Regions from separate parts of the Pan troglodytes genome. Here region 2 is linked to region 1. The links are chromatin contacts, called in public Hi-C maps. All regions are on one chromosome and are shown on one strand. Each heading gives the region's core, a stretch centred on a gene start, on an enhancer-like site or on the middle of the called end of the contact. The rest is flanking DNA. Distances are from core to core; before and after follow the strand shown.

The links. A called contact is a pair of places that touch in the nucleus more often than the background predicts.
Region 2: a Hi-C map of induced pluripotent stem cells shows a contact between it and region 1, with 2.7 times the contacts expected there. The contact joins the promoter of NUDCD3 here to the enhancer-like site in region 1. A contact is called at or near these places in 4 of 7 Hi-C or Micro-C datasets (blood, induced pluripotent stem cells and stem cell-derived neural progenitor cells), 1 of 1 datasets of contacts at active chromatin or transcription factors (stem cell-derived excitatory neurons) and 1 of 1 other capture datasets (stem cell-derived neural stem cells).

The regions. Positions count from the first base shown.
Region 1 is chr6:50,105,334-50,109,019 of NHGRI_mPanTro3-v2.0_pri, forward strand. It overlaps CAMK2B (calcium/calmodulin dependent protein kinase II beta), which reads right to left. Exons shown (of 21, transcript XM_016957400.3): 7 at 3,610-3,686; 8 at 3,435-3,518; 9 at 2,745-2,839; 10 at 2,403-2,525; 11 at 1,885-1,968; 12 at 892-934. Among named protein-coding and RNA genes, the nearest start is that of YKT6, 42 kb to the left of the region's middle. Within about 2 kb of position 1,353, at least 2 of the 24 cell types and tissues checked have an H3K27ac peak or open chromatin away from gene starts, as enhancers often do. A contact at or near this core is called in induced pluripotent stem cells and stem cell-derived neural stem cells, where this site is marked.
Region 2 is chr6:50,354,173-50,358,184 of NHGRI_mPanTro3-v2.0_pri, forward strand. It overlaps NUDCD3 (NudC domain containing 3), which reads right to left and starts at 2,524. Exons shown (of 6, transcript XM_003318392.5): 1 at 2,016-2,524. The coding sequence starts at 2,207.

The DNA.
Region 1 (3,686 bases), core at 103-2,602:
AGAGTGAAAACAAGATTGGACTGATTGACACGGAAAAGCATTTGCCTCCTTTCTCCTTAGAAAACCCCAGTGGGGGCTTCTCATGCCCGAAGGGTGTGGTGAGCACACAGCAGACAGGACAGTCCTATTAGTGTTGGTGTGACCGTGTGCACGCGTTCCCGGCATTACAGCATCACAGCAAAAGTAACAGGATGGCGGGTGGGGGGCACCAGATGCAAACGGACAACGAGAGAGACGGATCACAGACGCTCGCACACGGAGTGTCGGACGACGGAGAAGCCACAGGTACAGCTTGTCCAGACCTGGGCTGCCGGCTCCACTCCGGGGCTTACATCATGCCCTGATGGGTCTGCCAGCGCCCTGGGCCTCAGGGGTCTATAACAGACCCCACCCCCCTGCCAAGAGAACTTGCTTCCCAACCACCCACCCTGAGCAGCCGGGACAGGAGGCTGCAGCTCATCCAGAACTCGGAAGGAGGACCCCGAGCCTCCTGCATCACCCCGCATCCCTTCTGCCCACCTCCCGCACAAAACACAATGCTCAGAGCACTCAAAATGACAAGGAGGCCACACAGATGCCCAACAAACGCCTGGACAGACACACACGATGCTGTGAGCCCCAGTGGGGCAGCACAGACACTCGTGTTCAGGGGGTGGAGGGACACAGACCCAGCACGAAGGTGATGGCCTCGGGGGGCTGGACCCTGTGGTATCACCCAAGGTGGGAGCCCAGCGGGGCCAGGTGGGCAGTGGGTCTCAGAGCTGAGGGCAGACGCCGAGGGCAGGCCTGCCGCAGAGGAGGAGTGGAGAGGCTGGTGAGGAAGGAGGCGCTCTCCTGCGTGGGCCAGCAGGGAGGGGGCAGCGCCTGTCTCCCTGGAGAAGAAAGGCTCACCTGAGAAATTCCGTGTGGCCAGCATGGTGGTGAGGATGGCTCCCTGGGGAGAGACACAGATAAAACCGGGGCTATCCCATCAGTGTTCCCTGCTGGCTTCTGGCCAGGATAAGACCCCTGTCCTCCTGCCCAGATGCTCAGCCTCATTGTCATGAGGCTGACATGACCTCAGCCTTCCAGAGAGGCAAGAGCTCCAGGAAGCCAGCAGCCGCACTGAGACAGATCACCTATTTCCAGAATTACACACACCCTGGGCCTAAACCTGTTGACCAACTACAGCTTCTAGCTGCTTCAAGACCCCTCAAGCCTCAGGGGTCACCAGAACAGCTGGTCACCATGGCAGCTCCTCTGGGGTCCAGCTCCCTGACAGCCCCTTCTTTTCCTGACAGGCTCAGACAGGGCAGCAGTCCTGGGGCTTCCAGGGAGAACTGCTCAGAGACCAGCAGAGGGCAGTCAGGCAACAAGTCCCCATCCCGGAACCCACAAGTAGAGGGACTGCCAGTGTGCGGTCACCAGAGCCAGCCCTGACCAAAGCAGGCAGGTTGGATACCCTACTGGGACCCACCTCCCTCCCAGAACTCCCCCAGCCCACCCAAGACCAGTGTGTGTGGCTCTGCTCTCCTTACCAAACCTGTCTGAGCCGGAAGCTTCGGACTTGCTCGTACTAAAGAGTGTGACTGCCAGAGGGTGAGTGCTGCCTGCAGAGCCCGGGTGAGAAGCCCACAGCGAGCGCTTCAGGACAGCTCCTCCAAGGGCTGCTAGGAGGTGGCACAGACAACTAGGAGGGGCCACACCTGGTCCAGGGCCCCTCTGGACTCATTCCCAAGCTGGCCTGAGTTCACCTGATGCATCCAGTCTGGGACTTGCTAACAGTCAGTCTTGGGGGCAGCGGTAACCCCTAGGTCTGCCCAGACCCCCCAAGGCCCCCCTGCTCCAGCCCAGAGGGACACAGAGAGGCATGGCCGTGCCTGGGACTAGGGGCCAGGGCCTCACCTTGAGCTTTCTCCTGGCATTGAACTTTTTCAGACACTCCACAGTCTCCTGTCTGTGCATCATGGATGCTACCGTGGAGCGTTGCTGTGGGGAAATGGGTGGTCATATGGCAGCCGAGCCCGAGGCACAGGGGAGAGGCCAGGGTGGCAAGGCTTGCGGCACCCCGGGGTCCCCACATGCCAAGAGCCATCGGCCACCATTGCAGCAAGGGTTGTCTGTCCCCACCCACCTGGGACTTCAAGACACGTCTCTCCCTTGCCTCGTCCACTCTGCCCCTCACAGACAGGACCGCAGTTGGGAGGAAGGGATCACCTCTACCCTCTAATGCCTTCCAAGCCCCAGGCCTCACAAACGTGCTGGTATGTCCCAAGCCAGAGGCCACAAGGAGCACCCAGGGGACCCAGGGGAGCTCTTGGATGTCAGGAACAGGACCCTCTTGGGGTCCTTGCCAGGGGAGTGGTCTGAGGCCACCTCCACCAGGAGCCCCCTCCCCACCATGGGCACCAAGGGCGACTCACGCAGACCCACGGGTGCTTCAGGGCCTCATGGGCTGTGATGCGCTTGGCAGGGTTGATGGTCAGCATCTGGTTGATGAGGTTTTTGGCTTCAGGAGTGACGGTGTCCCACTCAGGGGACGGGAACTGCAGAAGGAAACAGCGCCCCGGCCGGGCCTGAAGCCCCCTCTCAGGCAGGGGCAAGAATTCTCCAAGGGGCTTCATCTCCAGCCACGAATCTGGGAGAGCAGGACCCAGGACCTGGCCACAGGTGGCTTCACCCCACTCCTAGCCTCTTCCCACGCTGCCCTCACCCGGCCACACCTGGAGGAAGGGAGCTCATCAGAGAGGGGCTGGTGCACTCACGTCATAGGCACCAGCCTTGATCTGCTGGTACAGCTTGTGCTGGTCCTCGTCCCAGAAGGGTGGGTAGCCCACAAGCAGGATGTACAGGATCACCCCTGCGGATGGGGCCTGTGAGCACCGCAGCCACTTGCAGGGTGCCACCGTCCATGAAGCCCATGCCCTGCACCCTCACTGCCCAGCTCCTGTGGCCCTGGGAGGGCATTGGGGTCCCCAGCATTCCTTTGCCCCCACCTGTGCAGCAGACACTGGGGTAGAAGGGCACAGCCGGCCCCCCGACCTCTGCCCCACACCCACACTATCACAGGGATGAGGGTGATGTCAAGCCCCTCTGCTGCTCCCCACCTCTGTGGGAGGAGACCCCTACCCAAGGAGGTGGCCCTGCCCATGGCCCAACAGCCCCTGACCTCTCTTCTCCACTCCCATCCACCCACCACACTTCTGGACCAGACCTCTGCTAAGCGCAGGCGAGCACTGGGGTGCACCAGGTTCATGTGAGCAATTCTAATCTGGGTGGAAAGGGGGCTCTTGGCTGTGTGGGCAGACCCCTGCCAGGGCAGCTCAAGGGCAGGTCTGACACAGATAAACCCAGATGAGAGCAAGACGTGCTGGCCACTGCACACTCCAGGATGTAGGTGGGAAGTCCTGAAACACCCGAGGCCCTGCCCCGCACCAACTCAGGCCAGGCCTCACCACATGCCCAGATGTCCACGGGCTTGCCATACGCCTCTTTGCGAAGGACCTCAGGGGACAGGTAGCCTGGTGTGCCAGCGAAACCTAGAGAGAGGGGAAGAGGCCACAAGGGGCTGTCAGCATCACCTCCTGCCCTGCCAACTGCCAGCCAACACACCCTGCCCCTGGCACTCACCAAACCATGCCTGCTGGTCCCCCTGAACCTCGATAGCTAGGCCGAAGTCTGCCAGCTTCACTGCAGCCCCTTTGCAC
Region 2 (4,012 bases), core at 1,274-3,773, 250 kb after region 1:
GATGGTTGAGAACCACTTCCAGAAAACATGACACCTCTCTTAAGCATCTGCTGGAGACTGTTGTCCCCTTGGTTTCTGTGAAACTTATTGCTCTCCACCAAGATTATTCCCCAAGGCCTGTTCTTCACCTTTGGCTCTTCTCTCTCCCTCGGACCACTCCAGTTGCTCTAGCTCCCAAAAGATCTAGTCCAGTAATTCCAATAGCCTATGGGCAGGGACTCCTACCTGCAACTTCAAGTTCAACCTGTCTAAAACTGAACTTTTTCCCCTAAACCCAGGTGACAGTTCAGTTAATGCATTATCACTATTCCAGTCACCCAATTTGAAACCTTGGATCATCTTTGACCCATCCCTCCCCTTCCTCCATCCCTGCTCCCCATCTCCACTACTTCATTAGACTGGTCACCAAATCCTAACCTATGGAAGTGTCTTGTAAGAGGTGTTACCAGGTAAATGAGTTACCAGGTAAATGAGTGCTCTGTCAGTTCATCTGTGAAACAAAGACCAACCTCTCAGGTTATGTTATAAGATAACGACCCCAGAATATAAAACATCTGATACTATACATATTACTCAGTATATACTCCTTTCTCCACATCTTTCTGCAAACTACAATCAATCTAGACAAAAGTGTTCTCATCCTACTATGGAATGGTTAAACAACAGAACAGAAAGATTTGGAATCCACAAAAAGAAATTTTTAGTTTCAGCTCTACGGTGAACTGGCTGTGTGTTCTTGGTCAAATCACTTAACCTTGCTGAATTGGTACGTAAACTTGAAACTTATCTGTTTCACAGAGACACTGAAGATCAAATGGCAAGACTTCATTAACCTGCCATAAGATCCTGCTAAAGGCCACCTCCAACAGCTCTCTCATCACTAAGATGGCACTTATGCCACTGACAAGGACGAGGAATAGCCTTAAGTTCTGAAATTGAATCCTAATGGAACCCCATTCCTCGTTTGGCCCTATTACCCTGGTAGCTACCAAGACATTCAAAGCTTTGGCTTCTGCTGAGCAAAGTAACATCTTACCAACCTGCAGCATGCATTAAGACTTCAGGAGGAAACATCTGAAGCATTTTATAAACTGTAACATCTAGAGAACTGAGGGAGGTATCATCAGCATTTCTATCTTCTTGGGTTTCTACAAATAGGCTTAATGCTTGGCTGAATAGTTTCTTTTAATCTCATCAGAAGTCCCACCTCTCTTATAAAACCTTCACTTCTCAACCATCATTTCTATTTCCTTTCTTTACAATGGGCTCCATCAAATAATTGCCCTTAAAAAGTTTTCTATTACTTTCTGGGTTTTCTCTCTTTAACTGTAAGTGTCACAAGGAGAGAGAAACCATTACTTAAACACCCGTATCACCCTCACCTGCAGCAACTAAGAGTGTAAACTACATTCAGCAAAAGGTTGCTTACCACTACATTCAAAAGTGCCCAGTCAACTTCACTGAATGAGTATTGACAGCGTTTCCAACATACAATAAACTTAACCTGGAGGGTACGGAATTAAGCTCAAATAGAAATTTTAATAAGCACTACATTGGCAGTCTTTGACCTGGGAAGTCACATTTCAAACAAGCGACCACACCCATTGATCAACACAATGCCTCCGTCATCCCCGCCAGATCAAGTCTTCGGTAGTTCTGGGGCATGCACGTTTCTGTTGCTGTAAATGTCCTTCCTTCTGTCTGGCCTGCATGGATTTCGCTCCCTGACTAGCAGCCCCCAGCACCGTGAGGGGTACGCGCTGGCGGGTGCTGAGTAGGGCTCTTAACAGTCGGCTTACTACTTCTGAAACCTCAGGACGTCCGGAGCGAACACCTCAGCGGAATAAGCTGACATCCAATCCGCGCTTCAAATTATTGAAGCCATTCTCACAAGCTCAACCCCAGGACACCAGGAAAGGGAGGAAACAGGCTGGGAGAGCTTGGAGGAGCGGGCGCCAGGAGTCAGGGCAGGCCGGGGGCGGCGGCTCCCCAGACCGCAGGCCCGCCCGCCTCACCTGCAGCACCAGGGCCTGCGCGGCCCCGGGCGGGAAGCCCATGCGGTCCGATGGGTGGCGCAGCAAGCGATAGAAGTCTGTCTTGCGGTAGAGGAAGCCAAAGAGAACGCGCAGGAAATCCTGGACGTTGCCCACGTGCTGCAGGATGCCCAGAAGGGCCTGGTCATACAGCTCGGCCGCCCCTGGCTCCATGTCGCCTCCCGCCCTTCGTACGCTTCACACACACAGCGCCGCCTCAGACCTGCCGACTGGCCACTTCCGGCGTCCGCAGCCAACGGCTCCGCCGGACGGCGCGGCTGCGGAACTTCCGGTCCGTGCTCGTTCGGCCCCCGCGGCCCCGGGCTGTTTTCCCCAGACCCAGCTGCCCCACGGGCTTTGCCTTGAGGTGGTCTTAGACAAAAGAGCCCGACAAGGGCAGCAAGGAGGTTCCTACGCGGAAGGAGGCCCGTGGCTTCTGCTGCGGTGCGGGGGCTTGACCGCCATGTTTGAAGCGGGCGGAAAAAAATTATGGGGCGTGCAGTGTCACGTGACTGCTCGGATTTTTGTCACGTTGTCTGTGGATCCTTTCTTATTTCTGTGTTGAATTCCAGCCTGGGTATTCGGAACCTATGGTTAAAGATGGGGCTAGGGTAAGCTTTTTGTTAGTGAGCCAGATACGGGAAAATGCGTATATGTGGGATGTATGGGTTTCTTATTAACAGATCTGTGAGTTAAACTCAGGGCGTTGCATCAGAAGAAAGTCAAGATGACGAAGAAAATAAAGAGTGCATTCAACGTAGATTAAGTGGAAAGAGCTAGATTCAGAATAGAGAATCCGTATGCCATCGTTGTGAAATATGTACGTGTATGTGTGTGTATAGTATGTATATACATATATACGTCATATATACATATGTTGTTAGTGTCTGTCAAAGTATAATCTTAAAAAAGTAAAAAGCATGACACTCATACAAATATATCATGAACGCATATCCAAGATTTCAGCAAATTAACAATGATATGGTAAAGCCGGTTCAAAAGCATTTTGAGGAAGTGGAGATTAAACATTTTGACAAAGCATTAGAGTAAGATTAGGTTGGATACAAAGCTGGCTGGTGTTCTACAAGATGATAAAAACCATAGGTTATCATTTCTAGTGGATAGAAATGATTTGCACCTCTTCTAGATTAAAACATGCAAGTTAACATGTCTTCATAGTGTATAAGCTTTAATGAATTGTAAATAAAATCCAACTCAGGTAAATTGCCCTAGAACAGTGGTTCTGAAACTCTTGATTTAGGGACCATTAATCCTCTTAAAATTTGTTGAACATTCCAAAGAACATTTGTTGATATGGGTTATGCTTATCAATATTTACCACATTAGAAATTAAAACATAAAATGTTTAAATATTTATTTAATCATTTTTAAATGACCATAAAACACATTACATGTTAACATACTTTTATGCAAAAAATAATGTTCTTCAAAGCAATAAAAGTTCAGTGAGAGGAGTAACATAGTTTTACATTTTTGCAAATCTCTTTAATGAGCTTACTAGAAGACAGCAAGATTTGGCCGGCACGGTAGCTCATGCTTGTAATCCCAGCACTTTGGGAGGCGGGAGGATCAGGAGTTCGAGACCAGCCTGGCCAACACAGTGAAACCCTGTCTCTACTAAAAATACGAAAATTAGCTAGGCGTGATGGCGGGTGCCTGTAATCCCAGCTCCTCGGGAGGCTGAGGCAGGAGAATCGCTTGAACCCGGGAGGCAGAGGTTGCGGTGAGCCGAGATCACACCACTGCATTCCAGCCTGGGCGACAGAGCTAGACTCCGTCTCCACAAAAAAAAAGAAGACCGCAAGATTCTCACATCTGCATTCACTGCAACATAATTTGCATTATGTTGTTTTCATTGAAGTATATGAAAACATGCAACCTCACACAGACAGTTGCAAATGAGAGGAATATTTTGTCTTTTCAAATAAATGTGGCTATTTGTCTTTAAAATGACATCA